Linked DNA regions of Oryctolagus cuniculus: region 1 is linked to region 2. Evidence: chromatin contacts called from public Micro-C data. All regions are on one chromosome and are shown on one strand. The core of a region is the stretch at or near the end of the contact, and the rest is flanking DNA. Distances in the headings are between cores, read along the strand shown.

What was found. A called contact is a pair of places that touch in the nucleus more often than the background predicts.
Region 1: a Micro-C map of ear pinna shows a contact between it and region 2, with 4 times the contacts expected there. The contact joins the promoter of SPRYD4 here to the promoter of COQ10A in region 2. A contact is called at or near these places in 2 of 6 Hi-C or Micro-C datasets (ear pinna and an unstated tissue).

What each region holds. Positions count from the first base shown.
Region 1 is chr11:59,240,576-59,246,240 of mOryCun1.1, reverse strand. SPRYD4 (SPRY domain containing 4) reads right to left here and starts at 2,474. Exons shown (of 2, transcript XM_051832836.2): 1 at 2,286-2,474; 2 at 435-1,925. The coding sequence starts at 2,370. The coding sequence ends at 1,387. GLS2 (glutaminase 2) reads left to right here. Exons shown (of 18, transcript XM_051846379.2): 18 at 1-472.
Region 2 is chr11:59,075,262-59,080,589 of mOryCun1.1, reverse strand. It overlaps COQ10A (coenzyme Q10A), which reads right to left and starts at 2,665. Exons shown (of 5, transcript XM_008256656.4): 1 at 2,346-2,665; 2 at 1,717-1,845; 3 at 799-991; 4 at 494-595; 5 at 1-216. The coding sequence starts at 2,464. The coding sequence ends at 49. It overlaps LOC138844363 (a long non-coding RNA gene), which reads left to right and starts at 2,741. Exons shown (of 2, transcript XR_011380099.1): 1 at 2,741-2,883.

The DNA of each region.
Region 1 (5,665 bases), core at 1,225-3,724, 170 kb before region 2:
AAAAACGCTATGGAGCTACAGTGCTTCAGTGAGCACCAAGAAATTCATTTGGTGACACAGCCCAGTGCTTTCTGTGAGTCACTATACCCAGCCCCTTTGCAGACCTCGAGGACAGAAGAGGGCCTCCGTGGACACCTGCAGTAGAGCCATCCATAGAGACTGTGGGCTTCTTTAAGGCACAGCCTGATGGCTTGGCCCAGTGACAGCCACCCCAGGCCTTCACCTGGGTTCCCTCCTCCTCTCCCTGAAGCAACTATCACGTGAGAAAGAGACACGGTGGAGGGGCTCCAGCTATCAAGCACATGTGTGAGTGAACAGAGTAAGACAAAAGGAGAGCCTGAGCACCTGGCCTTAGGAGTCTGGACAGATGTGGCCCCCTTAGGCAGGACTTGCTGCTGCTACTGTTAACAGCAATTTTATAGACAGAGAACGTATTTTGTGCTCAAATAAAGTTTAATTACACAAACTATAATTTTTGCTAATCCCAGTTTTCTGTTTCTCCCCAGTGGGTATCCAGTTTCATCACCATCATAGAAAGTAGAATGAGAAAGAATCACAGGGTCAGACTGAGCCCAAACAATGCATATTTCATAGACATATTTGCCTACCCCACCAGGTTTCTCAGAACCCCAGACACTGCTTTGGGTTAGCTTGCTCTCCTTCCTCTAGAGGTTCCAAGTAGGGCAGCAATGAATACAGAACTTCTCAAGAAAGTTTCTAACACTAACCCTAGATATCCCCTTTGGTCATATTGATTATGACAGACTGGCTGGTGGTCAGAGGTGTAGGTGAAGATGACCTCCAGGTGAGGACAGCTGTACTGGACTGAGGGTCTGTGGTGCTGAGGTGCTGGGGAAGGAAGGCTCTGTTCCCACCCTGACACACTAAATCAATAAAGCACTTACCAAGGGAGCCAGAGCACTCTGTGCGCTGTAGAGAGAGGGGCAACTCATTGAACGCACCTCCTCCAGCCAGAGGTAGAGATTTGGTAGAGCCCCAAGAACAAACAAGCCACACGAGAGCAAAGGGAAGGAGAGGTATCCCCATGATTAACAAATCCAAACAAAGCTCAAAGATCAGACTCAGGACAGAATACAGTTTGAGAATGGCCTGGGCACAGGTGATGTGGAGAGACTGAAGAAAGAAAGGGAAACACACTCAAGGTGGTCTAGGAAATTGGCAGCTGTTGGTGGGGGGGAAGGGGGGGTGCTGGTGGTATGCCTAGCTTTCACAGGGCAGGGGAGGGAGAAGGATGAGTGAAACTGCACAGGGGACTCCACGCAGGGGTGTGGGAATCAGAGATTGCTTGGGGCAGAGTAAAAAGCCTTCAGACACTTAATAGAACACTGGCCAAGACCATGATTAGCGACTCCAGTGAGGAACATTCTAGAGGCCTTTGGGCACCTCAAGCCCTGAGTGAGTCAGCAGCTCTCCATCCCAAAGAGCAAAGGCAGGCACCACTGGACCCCGGAAGTCTGTCTGCAGCGTGTAGATCACAGAGACCTGGTTCACATCTACCAGGCTCAGCTTCTGCGCCTCATACTCCAGCAGCAGCCCCACTTTCTCTGGCTGCCCGATACCCTCAATCGGAGCTTTCTCATTGGCCAGCATCGTATGCCACTTGCGCTGGGCATAGGAGAACACCCAGGATCGATCATCAGCACCAATGCAGCTATCCCGGGACATGTCCACATCGGCCACTCCTATCCGGAACTGCTGGGAGCGCTTCACCGTCACCTCCCAGTAGTGTCTCCCGCTGGTGACCGCTGTGTCTGCCAGCACCACTGCCCACTCCCGGAAGCGCTCCGTATTCAGGGCCACCTTGCTGGGTTCCAATCCCACCAAGCCATACTTGACACCTGTGTCACCTTTGAAGAGCGCCAGGCTGCTGTGGGCAGTTTTTTCTTCCAGTTTGAAACTGACGCCTGCGGGTAGAGCAAAAAGACTGGATAACGACACGGACTAGACCCTTAGGGCTGGTGATAAATTCCCACGTGAAGCAGGCAGGCAGGCAGGCGATCACTAGCAAGCCGAGAAGAATCGGGACGCCAAACTGGCAGCAGAGGAGGTTGCTTTTAGCATGGGCGGCCCCAGGAGCCAAAAGACTCGAACTGGGTAATTCTCGGGGTCTAAAGAAAACAGATGGCAGCCCCAGTTTGGAACCTCGAGACTAACACAACCGGGAGAGGGGAATTGACCCGGGGTTCGGGCTGTTTCTTGGAGCGTGCTCCCGGAGTGACAGAGAGCCATTTCGGAGGTAAAAGAATAAAAGTTGACAACCCTACCTCTCCGGGCTTCCGCAGCAACACCCCCCAATCGTTTGACTCCCCAGCGGCACCAGCGCAAGGAATGTGCAAAGCGCAGTGCCATCTTGCGCCACGGACGAACGAGGTGAGCCCCCGGCCTGACCCCCAGCCATCTGCAGGCGGGCAGCGCCAGCGCGGGGTGCGCGGCGCCCGCGCGGCTTGATGACGTCAGGCGCCGCCTCCCGGCGCGCGGCGCGCTCTCCGCCGGTCCTGTCAGGTTGCAGCCAATCTTGGGTGTAGTTTACTTACCGTTGTTATTTGCTAGAGGGCCGCTGCTCCAACTAGGACCTCGGGAGGTGGTGTAGCCACGCACTTTAAGAATATAGAATTTAGAGGCGTGTATTTGCCCCGGCGGTTCCGACGCCGCGCGGGACACTTATGCCCGACTCCAGAGTGCCTGTTCAAGTTGTGGCCTTGCTCCGGAAAACGGCTCCTACGGTTGCAGACCCTGGGAGGCAGCGGTGATGGCCCAAGAAGTTGGGTCCCTGCCTGCCACAGAAGGGACTGACTCAAGCCTGGCCAAGCTGCTGCTGCTGTTATTTGGAGAGTGACCCAAAGGATGGGTGTGCCATCATCACTCTCTCTTCAAATATTTTTTAAGGTATAGATTTTAGAATGAAACAATAATTGCTCCACTGTATGACTTTGGGCAAGTCATTTAACTACTGTGAGCCTTCATGCTCTTGTTTGTAAAACAAATGATATACAGCCCTTAGGCCTTAGTAAAAATTAAATGAGAATAATCTAGAATACAGCTAGACGAACAGCAACTACTGGTATAACAGTTGGAATATTAAATGTATACTGTAAATGTCACGTTTATGTTCTGAAAGCTAAGAATAGATGGTTTAATTCAATACAGCATTTGTTTTTTCGCATCTTAGTGTTGTGGTTCAGAGTGGAGCAGTTATGAAGTATGCATTTAACATTTTGATATGCTTGAGGCTCTGAATCCCTGCCTTCTAAAGTTTTCAGTCTACTTCTCAACGTTCTGCTGGTCAGCCCAATGTCAACATCACCCCTTCATCCTCCTACCTTCTAAAAAGAAGATATTTTAGATCTTTAAATGCCTAAAAAATTTAACCCTCAACCCTTTACCCTCCCAGAATTCCATGGACATTGTCTTAGTAGAGGGCCTCAGTTTTTTTTTTTAAAGATTTATTTATTTATTTGAGAGGCAGAGAGAGAGAGAGGCCTTCCATCTGCTGGTTCACTCCCCAGATGGTTGCAACAGCCGGAGCTGGGCAGATCCAAAGGCAGGAGCCTGGAGCTTCTTCCAAGTCTCCCTCGTGGGTGCAGGGGCCCAAGGACTTGGGCCATCCTCCACTGCTTTCCCAGGCACATTAGCAGGGAGATGGATCAGAAGTGGAGCAGCAGAGTCTCCAGCCAGCACCCATATAGGATGCCAGCATTGTAGGCAGTGGCTTTACCAGCTATGCCACAGCACCGGCCCCAGAAAAGATTTTAATTATTTATTTGAAAGGCAGAATGACAGAGGGAGAGAGACAGAGAAAGAGCATCTTCCACCTGTTGATTTACTCCCCAAATAGCTATAGCGGCAGCCTGGCCCAGGCAGGAGCTAAAACTCCATCCAGGTGTCCCATGAAGGTGGCATGGACCCAGGCATTTGGGCCACCCTCTGATGCCTTTCCAGGTTCATTAGCAGGGAACTGCATGGGAAGGGGAGCAGCTGGGACTCAAACCCGTGCCCCATAAATATGGGATACCTGCATCACAATTGGCAGCTTAACTCCCTGTGCCACACACAGGCCCCAAGGGCTGCTCATCTTCCAACCTGGTCTCAGCTTCCATCTGTCTGCGTTTAATCTAGAATCCGTACTACATCTGGATTAATATTTGGAAGCCGCACATCTGATCTTGCCACGCCCCTGCTTAAATGTTTTCAGGTGCTTGCATCACATTCCCTTGCCTGGCCACAAGGCTTTACATGACACGACTGTTAGCAGACACAGGGTTCCATTCGCTTGGGCTGTCGCTAAATAATCCGACTCAAAAGGGACTTGTTCAGAGGAAAATATTTGCTTGTAACAGGAAAACGAGATGGAGAAAGGAATATAGTTCCCTAAAGAAAATACCTCCCCAAGAAGCAATTTGCCAGGGTTTTTATAGCAAGGGTTAAGGGACTGTCCGGGATGAAGGGGGGCAAGGGGATGACCCTTCCTGCTTGCAATACACATCTTTATACATTGCATGTTAACAAAAAAATCTGACTCAGGGGTGGGCATTTGGTGCAGTGGTGAAGCTGCTACTTGGGACTCCTGCAATCCGTATGAGAGTGCCTGGGTTTGGATTTGAGTCTGGCTTCTGGTTTCAGCGTCCTACTAGTATGCATCCTGAGAGGCAGCAGCGATGGCTCAACTAGTTGGGTCCCTTTCACCCACACAGGAAATCTGGATTGAGTTCCTAGTTCCTGGCTCCTGGCTTCAGTTTGGCCCAGACCCAGCAGTTGTGGGCATTTGGGACGTGAACCAGCTGGTGGGAAGATCTCTGCCTCCCTCTCTCTCTCTGCCTTTCAAGTAAATAAAAAATAAAAAATTGACAAAAGGAAACTGAGGGGGCAGCACTGTGGCCTGAAGCGCCGGCATCCCATATAGGCACCAGCTCTAGTCCCGGCTGCTCCTCTTCTGATCCAGCTCTCTGCTATGGCCTGGGCAAGCAGTAGAAGATGGCCCAAGTGCTTGGGCCCCTGCACTCACATGGGAGACCTGGAAGAAGCTCCTGACTCCTGGCTTCGGATCAGCGCAGCTCTGGCCGTTGCGGCCATCTGGGGAGTGAACCAGCGAATGGAAGACCTCTCTCTCTGCTCTACCTCTCTCTGTAGCTCTGTCTTTCAAATAAATAAAATAAATCTATAAAAAAGAAAGAAAGAAAAAAGGAAACAGACTAGTTTCCTGCAGCTTTAACCTTCCTTGTTTGTGGTGATCTGGGTGCAGAGTTGCAAGACAAGCTTTCCTCAGATATCCTTGGAAAAAACTGCTCAGGACACTAAACTTGCAGATGGTGCCCACAATGCAGTGCCCCCTTCCGCCTAAATCCAGTACTCTTGGTTACAACTGCTGCCTCCCATCCTTGTGCATGTTCACAAAATAATTCCTTCTTTCAAGGGCCTATGATCTAATTGGGAGTAGATGAGAATATTGGCTGTTGTAATAATATGCATTAAGTGCTGTAATTGATATGATTTACAGGGCCAAGGAAGCAAATGAGAAGCCTCAGAGTTAGTATATGGGGGAATGTGGGGAAGAGACTTCCTAGAACCTTCTCAAGAGCTCAGCTAATGTCTTCCTCAGGTGTACTCTGACTACATCATCTGAAGTAGTCCACTGTAACCTCTTGGC
Region 2 (5,328 bases), core at 1,416-3,915:
GAGGATGGGGGTGGGGGCAAAGATGAGGCCAGGGAACCATCCTTTGCTTCAAGTCTGGTGCACCTCATGGAACATCAGTTCACGGGGGATGGCTGTTTCTGGACCAAACTTGGTGGCTGCCCGGCGCTCAAAGGCAGCAACATTCTGCTTGACAACCTCATCAAAAAACATGGTGGCCAGCTTTGAGTGCAGCAGAGAACGAAATTCAAAGGAAATCTGGGAATGTGTAAGAGATAGAAACTTTCAGATCATGTTCGATAGTCCCGGACAAATGCAGCGGCCAGCACAGCTCCTCAGCTCCTTTCCCTACTCCCCACAGTTCTTAACTTAGGACTAAGCACAGAACAAGCTGGATACAAACTCAGACCTGTGGGAATGGTCACTGACTTGGGAAATGCTGAGTGCTAATTATACAAAAAGGATAATCTTGTTGGGGTCCCTTAGCTCTGGCCTTCCACCTGTGCTATACAGCTACATGAAAAGTCCAGCTCACCGAAAAGTCCACAGTGCAGGTTCGGGGATAGGCAGGGATACCAGGGCTGAATCGCCAAATAGTCTCCAAGTGGTTGAAGAGCTTGCCGTCAGTGCAGACAGCCTAGAATAGGATGATTAGCTAGTTGGATATTACCAAGTATAGGACACAGTATGAAGGAATTGAAAGTTGCTTTCCTTCCCTTCTGATATTTTATTAGAGAAATATCTGACACACGGGGATAAAGTCTAAAACATCGTCCTTAATTGTGAAAATGCTACAGGACACAGAGAGAAACTTGTTACTCTCTCCTAGACCGACCTCACCTTCACCATGTGTGGTTTGACCATGGAGACGGCAGAGGTGTAGCGTTCAACGACGGGTGGGAAGCCAACCTCCAGCTGGGCCTTCAGATGACCCTTCCGGCTGGACACCACCAGAGACTTCTTACACCAAGGCACAAACTCGCGGTACTCCTGGACATTGGACACCACCTCGTACATCTCCTGCATTGAGTACCTAGTGCAAGGGGAATCAGGCCAAGACACTACCAGCCCAGTCAGGTTCCTCCTTGCCGTGGGTGCCCCCCACCTCACACCTTTGCCCATGAACCATGTAGAGAAGCCCCGAAAGTAGACACTCCAAATCCACCACCAAGTTTATATTACTTTATGTTTTGTGGTTCGCAGAATGCTTTTTGCACTCGATATTTTGATCCTAAGAGGGACCATCTTGGGATGAGTGGTTGTGGATTGGATTGGTGACCACACAAGGATCAGATCCTAGCTCTACACCTTCCTAACACTGTGGCCCTGGGTGAGTTACCCGTGTCTCCATTTTCTTCATCTATAAAGCTGACTCACGGGTTTATTTTAAGGATTAAGTGGGGATATAGGTAAAATGCCTAGCAGCCAGCACCTAGCAAGTGCTCAAAAAGCTATTACATTGTCTCAGGATAGGGATCAGGTCATTAAAGAAATAATACACCCTGTTGTCTTGCACATGTCTGGTAGCGTCTCAACTTCAGTCCCATATGCTTAATTCATAAGCACAGCGACCATGGAGTAGGGGGAAATCAAGGCTGGAAGGCTGCCAAGGGATGATTCAGGGTCAGTAACACAGCTGGCGAGGGACAAGGCGCAGGAGGAGTCCGGCCCATGGCTGGCACCTTTACTTTCTGGCCTGGGACTTGTGTCTGGAGGGGAGAGAAGGTGGAGGGAGGCAGGACACAGGAGGATGCTCACCCCATGATCCTACGCTCGGAGTACGCCTTGCGTTTGTTGGTGAAGGGGGCAGCAAAGCCCATGAAGGAACGACTGGGAGGTAAACCAGCCTCCAACGCCAAGACCTGGGCAGCGCGGGGCCAGAGGAGGCTGCAAGAGATCAGAAACCTAAGGCCGAAAGGAAAGGCAACGTCATGATTTTTTTTTACTTTCCCTCGGTGCTCCTCGGTCCTTTCCAGGTGAAAGGGAGGAGGAGTGCACGCATCCCGGAGGAAGGTCGTTCAGGCAAGCCTTTCCCCTCCAGCACCTGCTGCAGCCCGCTAGGCTCCAGAGCCAGGCGGTCACGAGTGCGAAAGGTCGAGGGCGTCTGAGGACAGCGCCGGGGGTGGGGATAGGGAAAAGCGGATGCGTGCGAAGCTCCGGCTGCCTTTGACTGAGGCTACGCTCCCGCTGAAGGCTCTAGGGCGCTCGGCAAGCACTTCACCCTAGAGCACCCTCTCCGAGGACCTCCTTCGCGCCGAGCCCGCCAAAGCGCTCTGCAAAGCACCCCAGGAGCTGCCGCTGCGCGCCGGCATCCCACGGCGGGATTTGGGGCGGGGGACCAGGCGACCCCCTTCCCTCCGGCGCGGACGCCTGCGCCTCCCTCTCACCTCATTGGTCGCGGCGGTCGCGGGCCCGGGGGCGGGGCCGGGCGGAGCGAGAGGTCGCGGCAGCGCTGGGCCGCGGCGCGCGTCCCGGCCGGGAGCCGCCGCGCGCCCGCGGAGGCCATGCGCGCGTCCCCTAGCCTGGGCCTCAACGCTTGATTCCGGCTGCGCCCTCCTCACTCGCGGGGAGGCACGGCAGGGAGCGGCCGCCGGGCGGGCTCGGGGCCCCCTCGGCGCAGGGCGGGCGCGGGCGGCGGCTGCTGTCGCCCTGCTCCCGCCCGGGCGGCCGGGTCGGCTACAACTGAAGCGGCGACCGCTGCTCCCGCGGCTCCTGGTACCCCCACGTCACGCCGTTGCCATGGCTCGGGCCCCGGAGAGGGAGGAAGGAAGGGGACCACGCTGGCTGTCGGGAGATGTAGTTTCACACCTCCGGCGAGAAAGGGCTCTGGGTTGTGTGCGCGTTTTTCGGACGCTGCAGAAATGGCTCAGGGGCGCGAGGTCGCCAGGGAGAAACCGCTTGGCGAGTGTGTGGTCACAGGACCTGGTACGTAGGCGCAGAAGCGGCTCGTGGGCGTGTCGGCCGCGGCTATCTGCGGATCTCCTGTTCGCCGTTATCAGATTCGGCCTTGTGCACACTTGGAAGCCCTGTCTTGTGTAGCCTCCACGGCCCCTAGCGCTGCGCCTTACGCCTTCGGGAAAGGAAATGAACGTTCCAAGCTCAGGACTAAGGCTTTGCTTAGTTTTCTGATGTTTATAGAAAGAGGTTGGGGTGCTGGGAAGAACCAGAGTTAAGTTTAGGGCAAGATGAAGGGTATAGCACTGTGGTGCTTTCCGTCACCCACGGAGAGGGAAATGCATTTCATGAAAGTGGCCCCGGGAGGAGTAACTGGAAAGCGACTGGATCAGGCGGTTGGGCTGGAGGTTAAGGGGGTGGTTAAAAAAGAGACTGGACCTAGGCCAGAGCAAACGCAATTGAAATTTGCCCGTGTCGGAGGTAGGACATTTTGAGACTAGTGATGCCTGCTGTTGAATTTGGAGATGTTTTGGTTTTGCTGTTTTAGTGCAAGCCCGCCCTCTGCGTTCTCTCTGACTCCTTGCTGGAGCTCTCCGCCTTCGGGAAAGCTGGCTGAGAAGTGCTGTGTGGTGGTGATGGGGAGGAGCAGAGGATAAAGGCTGTGTTGCAATGCCAGCCTAGTTGGCATTGAAGAAAAATGCCCTGCCCAGGGGTGGGCCTGGAAGCCAGTATGGATCCTCCACCTCCCCCTGCTCCCTGAGATTGTCATTAATTTGGGAACTCCTACTGGCTCAGGGTTGATTGGGACTTTGAGCCCATCTTATGTGGATTTCAAGTTAGCAGGAGCCTTCCCTTGAACTCGTGCCTGGCTTACATTTAGCATTTTGTTGGGAAGGTATTTTTATCATGATGCCTGCAGAAACTTCACAGTGAAGTGGTAAAGAACCCAGGTCATGGAGCCAGAGTTGTGGCATAGCAGGTAGACCTGCTGCCTGCAGGGCCAGCATCCCATATGAGTGCCAGTTCGAGTACTGGCTGCTCCACTTCTGATCCACTATGGCCTGGGAAAGCAGTAGAAGATGGTCCAAGTCCTTGGGTCCCTGCACCTACATGGGAGACCCGGAAGGAGCTCCTGGCTCCTGGCTTCAGATCACCCCAGCTCCGACTGTTGCAACCATTTGGGGAGTGAACCAGTGGATGAAAGATCTCTCTCTCTCTCTCTCTCTCTCTGCCTCTCCTTCTCTATGTAACACAGAATTTCAAATAAATAAATAATTCTTTAGAAATAATAATTTTTAAAGATTTATTTATTTGAAAGGTTGAGTGACAGAGGGAGAGAGATTCTTCATCAGCTGGTTCGCATCCCAAATGCCACAAAACCAGGTTTAGGCCAGGCCAAAGCCAGGGAGCTCCATCCAGGTCTCTCATGTGAGTGGTACGGGCCCTAGTATAAAGGCCATCATCTGCTGCCTCCCAGGAGCAGGAAAGCTGAATCAGAAATGGAGGAACTGGGGGGCTGGCATTGTGGTGAGGGGGTGAAACTGCAGCATGTGACGCCGGCATTCCATACTGCAGTTCTGGTTCAAGTTCTGGCTGCTCTGCCTCTGTGACCTGCTCACATGGCCCAAGTACTCGGGTCCTGCAACCCACATGGGAGACCTGGATGGAATTCTTGCTCCCGGCTTTGGCCTGGCCCAGCCTTAGCCAGGCATTTGGGGAGTAAAACAAACATGACAGATCTCTTTCCATCTCTCTTTCTCTGTCACTTTGCCTTTCAAATAAATAATTTCATATAGAGAAGTGGAGAGGCTGGCCTTGTGGCATAGCAGTTAACTTACGATGCCCACATCCCATGTGAACGCTAGTTCTAATCTCAGCTACTCAGCTTCCAGTCCAGCTCCCTGCTAATGCCCCTGGGAAAGCAGTGGAAGATGGTCCAAGTGCTTAAGCTCCTGCACCCACGTTGGGGGCCCAAATGGAGTTTCAGGCTCTTGACTTCAGCTTGGCCTAGCACCAGCCATTGGAACCATTTGGAGAGTGAACCAGTATATGAAAGACCTCTCTCTGTCATTCTGCCTTTTGAATAAATAAATAAATCTCTTTTTTTTTAGTTTTTTTTTCTTTTTTTTCTTTTTTTCTTTTTTTTTTAGTTGACAGGTAGAGTTATAGACAGTGAGAGAGAGAGAGAGACAGAGAGAAACCTCTTCCTTCCATTAGTTCACTCCCCAAATGGCCGCAACAGCTGGAGCTGTGCCAATCCGAAGCCAGGAGCCAGGTGCTTCTTCCTGGTCTCCCACGTGGGTGCAGTGCCCAAGCACTTGGGCCATCCTCCACTGCCTTCCCGGGCCACAGCAGAGAGCTGGACTGGAAGAGGAGCAACCGGGACTAGAACCGGTGCCCATATGGGATGCTGGCTCCACAGGCAGAGGATTAACCAAGTGAGCCATGGCGCAGACCCCATAAATAAATCTTAAA